Regions from separate parts of the Arachis hypogaea genome. Here region 2 is linked to region 1. A link is a contact called in public Hi-C data. All regions are on one chromosome and are shown on one strand. The core of a region is the stretch at or near the end of the contact, and the rest is flanking DNA. Distances in the headings are between cores, read along the strand shown.

Region 1 (3,457 bases), core at 12-2,511:
AATATAAAATTTTAATTAAATTAATATAAAAAATTAGAATATTAAATATCACTTTTAGTTTAAGGTCATTATTTATTTATGATATATAGTCTTAACATTACAAATAAATTATTTTATGAGATTTAAAATGAAATTAAACTTAAAATTAGTATTAGAGACGTTATAATGTTGCCGTGCATTAAGTTCTAGCTTTCGTATTTTGTTTTGCTTGTTCATTTTATGATGATTATTTATATGTTAATGCAATAAAGAACCTAGCTATATATATATATATATATATATATATATATATATATATATATATATATATATATATATATATATATATATATATAGCTCTCTTAATTCCTTTCCCGTGTGTGGACGTTAACTACTTTTAATTAATAAAAATATTATTTATATACTAAAATTAACTATTAATATATTTGTATATAAATATATGCATAGTTTAATTTATTTTTAATATATATATTAGTAATTAATTTTAGTGACTGATTTTAATATATACATAACATAGTCGTTTAATCAAATACGATAAACTTAATTACACGTAACACATGATATGATCTAATTTTCATGAGAAAGAAAATGGTGGATCTATGTATGTAGCTTGAGCGGTTTGGACCATGCTATAGGTATATAAAGTCACTTTCAAACAAATCGATTATTCAAAGATTCTTTGCTGGTTTCTTCTAAAATGAGAGAGCCTACTACATACCCTTGACATGTATTAATTAAATTCAAGCTAGTAAAGTGCTGGTCCCTTGTTATTTATTTTCATGCGTGATGATTTTGTATGTACATACAGCCAAACTTAATTAAAACATTCACCATCTTCTTCCCTACATTGTTGAACTTATAACAAAACATTACAGCTTGCCTATAGTGAAACTCAATCCATGCAGATTGTCGATCAGATATGTGATTCTCTACATAGAAAATAGATCCTTTCAATTTTTCTTTTTTTATCTCACTTCGTCCTATAGTGAGATAAAAAAAAATATGTGAGAAAAGATATACTGTATAATAAATTACACTTAATATCATCAATTAAGAGATAAATATTGAGACGATTTATTTTTCGTATTGTTTCTCATTTTCATAATTTTCTATATAGTGAAAGTGGATAGTAATAAGTGACATTAGGACTTAGGAGTCTTTTTTTTCTTAATTGGATTTTTTTTTTGGTTAATAATGGAGTGGATCTAGTGGGATTAATTTAAGAGTGGCTCCGAATGGATTTCTTTAATTTTTGTTATGGCCTTTTTCATGGTCAACCAATTGGTTTATATATATTTGGGTATATGCATATCAAGTATCCAGCCACGGGTGGATCCAGAAATCAACTAAGCGAGCCCAAATTTTTAAGTACAATACTTGTAAAACATGGGCTTATAAAAAACTAATTACTAAAATAAGGTCCAAAAAGAGTTTTCTAAAGAAAAAAACTCATAAACTCCTCGTTCGTTCGCTTAAGTAAGTGTGGAGTGTTTAAACCTGTCTTATACACACAACAGTCCATTGACCAGCGCAGACCCTTAAATAAAGCTCATATCTATAATGGATTAGTCATTAACCTGTCGAACTAAAAAATACTGCAGATAACCCAAAAAATTAACTCATAAATATTGTGTGCTATTAAATTTTATTTAACAAATATAATACATGTATATTAAAAATTAATTATTAAATTAAATATATTAAAATATAAGTATTGAATTTAAAAAAATAATAAATTAATTGATAATAATTAAACATTATTATTGGGTTAAAATCTAATTATGTATGTGTGTGATTAGGTTTGGTTTTTTTTTTTTTGGATGCGTGCGATTAGGTTTGTTTATTGTACAAAAATTTACAGAAACCAAACAGCCTCAATAACAAGCAAACAAACTCCAATAATGAGCCAAATTCATGTTCATATCATGCAACTCATTCATAGCCCATGAAAATAGTTACCATCAAGGAAAGGAAGATTTACTTTCATCTGAACCAAAACATAAAGTAACCAAACTAGTTCTATATATATATTTTTTTGTCTCTCTCTTCTCTTTTAGCCACGTGAAATATTTCAAAAAGTAAAGCAAAGAAAGAAAAATTTTATTAGGGTTCAAATCAAAAATAAAAAAATAGGTTACCAAAATCAAATAAAAAAAAAGTCAAATAAGTTAGAGCTCTAAGCAAAGATCAAATCTAAAAGCTATATTAGAGAAATATTTTTTTTTTATACTTTATTGAAGATTGTTAAAGAAGCTTTTTCTTTGCATGTACTAAACTAGTAAATTAAAAATTATAGAATTCTGCTAAAAATCAAGAATCAAGAAAGAAACTTAGAGCCAAAGTACAAATGAATAGTTCTGATTATTGAAGAAACTAAAAAGGATGAAAGAGAAGATGGTGGATATGAATGCATGTAAAGTTCAATCAATGCTACTGCTCTATCTCTTTTCTGCATCGTTGTTGCTACTGATATTTGGGAAAGAAGAATTCAAAGTTGCTGAAGCCAAGTTTTAAGTTTTAAAAACTTTACTCTTCTATTAAATGGTAAACAGCTAGAGATTAATCCAAGAAGTGAGAGTACAAAGTTTGAATTTTCACAGCTTATAAAACTATACCTTCTTCTCTTTTATGGTTCTCTATTGAATATTCAACTTTCTTAATTTTATCTTTCTTTATTTTGATAAAAAAAAAGGCATTAAATATGAGGAATTGAGAAAAAATCATTGAGAGAAAAGACAAAGAGAGTTAGACTTGGAGAAAAGACAAATATTTATTTCAAATATCATTTGTACAGTTTTTTGTTTTGTATTCATAATCTTGAAAGGATTTTCTTGTTAAATTGGGTAAACACTACTTAGTGGTTGAAAATCTATGGAGTGAACCTAGTCAAATATAAATTGGGTAAACACTAATTTCTTATTTATACCTATATCAATTTGTTTATGCAATATCAGATATATAGAATTTTAGGGCAATGTACCTAATTAAATAAATTGAGTGAATCCTTTACCTAAATACACAAAAGAGAAACTTGTTACGTGCATGTGCATTTTTACTGTTATGTAAACCGTGGTAGCCAACCACGGTTTCTAATTTCTACATAAACCGTGGCTACCAGGGACGGATTTATGGTTGGAACACATTGGGCGTAAACCGTGGCTGATTGCAACGGATTAAGAAGGAAAAAAAGCTAGGCATAAACCGTGGTAGCCTCCCACGGTTTATGAAGGCAGCAAAATGTACATAAAACGTTGTGACCAGCAACGGTTTATGAAGGAGTTTGTATGGCCATAAACCTTGGTTAGTTGCAACGGTTTATGAGGAGTGAAATTCTATATATAAGTGTGTGAGAGATTCAAGCTGCATAAGAGATCATTTTCACAATGGCAAGTGAGGAAGAGAGTTTTCTTACCTTAGTGCATTGTTCTGGGAAAATCCAAAAAACTAAAAGATATGG
Region 2 (2,979 bases), core at 249-2,748, 100 kb after region 1:
TAATGTCTTTTACGATAAAAAGTGAATAAATTAGTTCAAATTAAAAATTTATACTATAATCATAAGAGTTAATTTAGAGATAACATATCATATCTGCTATCATAACAAATTTTATTGGTATATTTTTTTAAGAATTAATTCGAAGTGTAAATTTAGAGATATTTTTTATTATTTTATTCTACAAAAAATTTAAAAAAATATAATTATAAAAAATTAATAAAAAATTACCTCTTTTAATATTTTTGTATTTTTTATAAAAAATCTAAAATATATTAATTTAATACCACTAAATACAATATTTTTAGGTAGAAATTCAAATACAGCCCACTTCACGTGAAGTTGATAATTGAGAGCAGTTAAATAATTTTACTGATTAACTACATTTTTATTTAACGGAGCTCTCAGCTATCAACTTCACGTGAAGTGGACTGTGCCTAAATTTTCACTATATTTTTATGTACAATGTTATGTCTCTGTATATTTTTACGGAAAAATTTAGGGGCTAGCAGTTTTATTGAATTTTAGCCAGCATGTAATCAGCAGAGAAAGATGAGTCATTGGATAAAATCTCACACCAATCTCACACCATCAAATCATCATTGATGGCTAATTGATAGCTAACAATCACAAAAATTGCTGGCCCTATCATTGCTCTATTTTTACCAGTGTCTCATAAACAAAGGCATAGGGAATAATAGGAATGCATACCAGTAATAACATCGAGTTCATAAACATTAGAGATCTGAGGGCCGTATTTGAATACTTGGCCACCAACTCCGGCATTGACGAGGGTTCCGGCAACCGAAGTGCCCAAACTATCAGTAAACGAGAGTGGTGTGAGTCCATATTCCAGTGCGGCATGCAACACATCGTTCCACACCTGCTCCCCGCCCACGTCAGCATAAGAATTCCATGGATCCTTCTCATCGCGAAATATAACAACCCCCTTCCCGTGTCTGTAACCGTTTAGATGCGTCATGTTCACCACTATCCCCTCACGCGCCATCGCTTGTCCGTACACCGAGTGTGCTTGCCCTCTAGCTGCTATTGGGATAGGGGTAGGAAGGGAATTTGACAGCTTTATCAGTTCTGTTATGTCGTGCGTGGAAGTTGGTTCAAGAACCGCTAACGGCTTTTCGTTAATCACAAAACCGTAATCGGTTGAGGCAAGTGTAAGGGTAGTATTGTCACAAGCAAATTTATTGGATAGTGTGATGGGTGTGGGTGCATGAAATAATATTGGACATAGATCTGTGGATATTTCTGCATTTGTGAGCATACTAGTAGTTTCTAGACATAATAAAAGAACCAACATAAAACCATTTTTATCAAGTATAGAAAACCTTGCCATTTTTGTGTGCTATTTTTACTTAATACATATGCTTTGAGTAATGTATATAAGTGTGTAAGAGCACTAACTCTGATTTCTGTGGATTATTGGGTACATAGGTTGTGTGCTATTTATACACTGAGCTAGCTACTCCGTGGCGAGGAAGTATAAGAAATCAGGGTACATAACGTTATTTTTATATTATTTAACTGAGTGTCTATTTTGGACCCGTTTTTCAAATTTAAGTGAATAAAAAAGACAGTGGTTGTTAAGAAACTTGTAATGATATGCCCGCTGTTTTTTTTGTTTAGAAGTATAAACCGGCGGCTGATTTGGACTATCTTTTAATGAAAAGTAAATCTAAATATATAAATGGAATAACATTTAATTAGACTAGTTTAACTTTAGTTTTAATTTGTTTTCCTCAACATATCTGAAACAAATCAATTTGATCGAATATCAAATTGGTTTGATTCGAGGGGCTAAAATATTCAATTTTTTATTTATTAGAGATATAATAATTTACATTGTCTTTTTTCTCTTATTTTAAGTTTTTAAGAAAAATAATTTTATGACATAACCTCAAAGTTTTATGTCCAAAAAATTAAAAAATACAATTATTTATATTGTTTTTTTTATGAACTTAAATTTTTAGGATACAATAATTTTATGACATTGTTTTAGTGAATACATTAACTTTTAATATTTTTTATTCATTATAACATAATAAAACTTTTGTTAATATTATTTTTTTAAACAATATCCAAAAGAATCAGTCATTAATATATAAAATATATATTAAAATATAAAGTATACATTAAAAATAAATTAAATAATTTATATTTATATATAAATATATAATAATTAATTTAGTAATTAAATTTTAGTGTGTACATAATATTTTTATTTTTTAAATTTAAAGATGACCAAGTATATCAATAAACATAATATTTTATAATGATAAGTTATGGAGTGATAATTTTTTTAATTCTCATAATGAATACTTATAGAAAAATGTTCCATTAAAATACTAAGAAAATTCATTTTGTTGTAGTAAGCTAAAAGAATATAGCTGCAAGGATATAATAGAAACAACAAACAATAATTGTATTCTTGTTATTCTGTCATTTGCATGATGCAACCATGCATACTTGGCCGACTTGGAATTTTTCTTCACCTGTTATTTTGCATTTTCTTTTGTTGGCCACCGCCAAGAGTTTTCGCCTATTAAAAAATTTCAAAAAAAATTGAAGTGAAAAGAAATTTTTGAATATTCAATTAATAAATCCATCGTCTTATAAATTTTTTGCTGCTTCTTATTTTCTAGAACTAATTTTTCATACTCTGTCGTTCTTGACATCTTTCATCATATCCATCATATATATATATATATATATATATATATATATATATATATATATATATATATATAATTATGTATTGATTAGTTGTTATTATATTATATTATATTATATTTTCTCTTGAATGGCAATAACTTGTCCAGAGTTCGGATATATATCTACTTCATTTTGACTAATTCCCTTGTTTTATTGATTAGTAAAAGTTATAGTTTAGTTTTTGTAATTTAATTAGTTATAGTTGTTTATCCTTCCACGCGGAGTTTTAAAAAATTATAGTCAAATGCTGGA

What was found. A called contact is a pair of places that touch in the nucleus more often than the background predicts.
Region 2: a Hi-C map of leaf shows a contact between it and region 1, with 2.1 times the contacts expected there. The contact joins the promoter of LOC112697113 here to the enhancer-like site in region 1. A contact is called at or near these places in 3 of 8 Hi-C or Micro-C datasets (leaf and an unstated tissue).

Annotation. Positions count from the first base shown.
Region 1 is chr1:94,887,975-94,891,431 of arahy.Tifrunner.gnm2.J5K5, forward strand. No RefSeq gene overlaps it. Among protein-coding and RNA genes, the nearest start is that of LOC112697094, 10 kb to the left of the region's middle. Within about 2 kb of position 1,262, at least 3 of the 3 cell types and tissues checked have open chromatin away from gene starts, as enhancers often do.
Region 2 is chr1:94,990,310-94,993,288 of arahy.Tifrunner.gnm2.J5K5, forward strand. LOC112697113 (cytokinin dehydrogenase 2) reads right to left here and starts at 1,499. Exons shown (of 5, transcript XM_025750134.3): 1 at 709-1,499. The coding sequence starts at 1,351.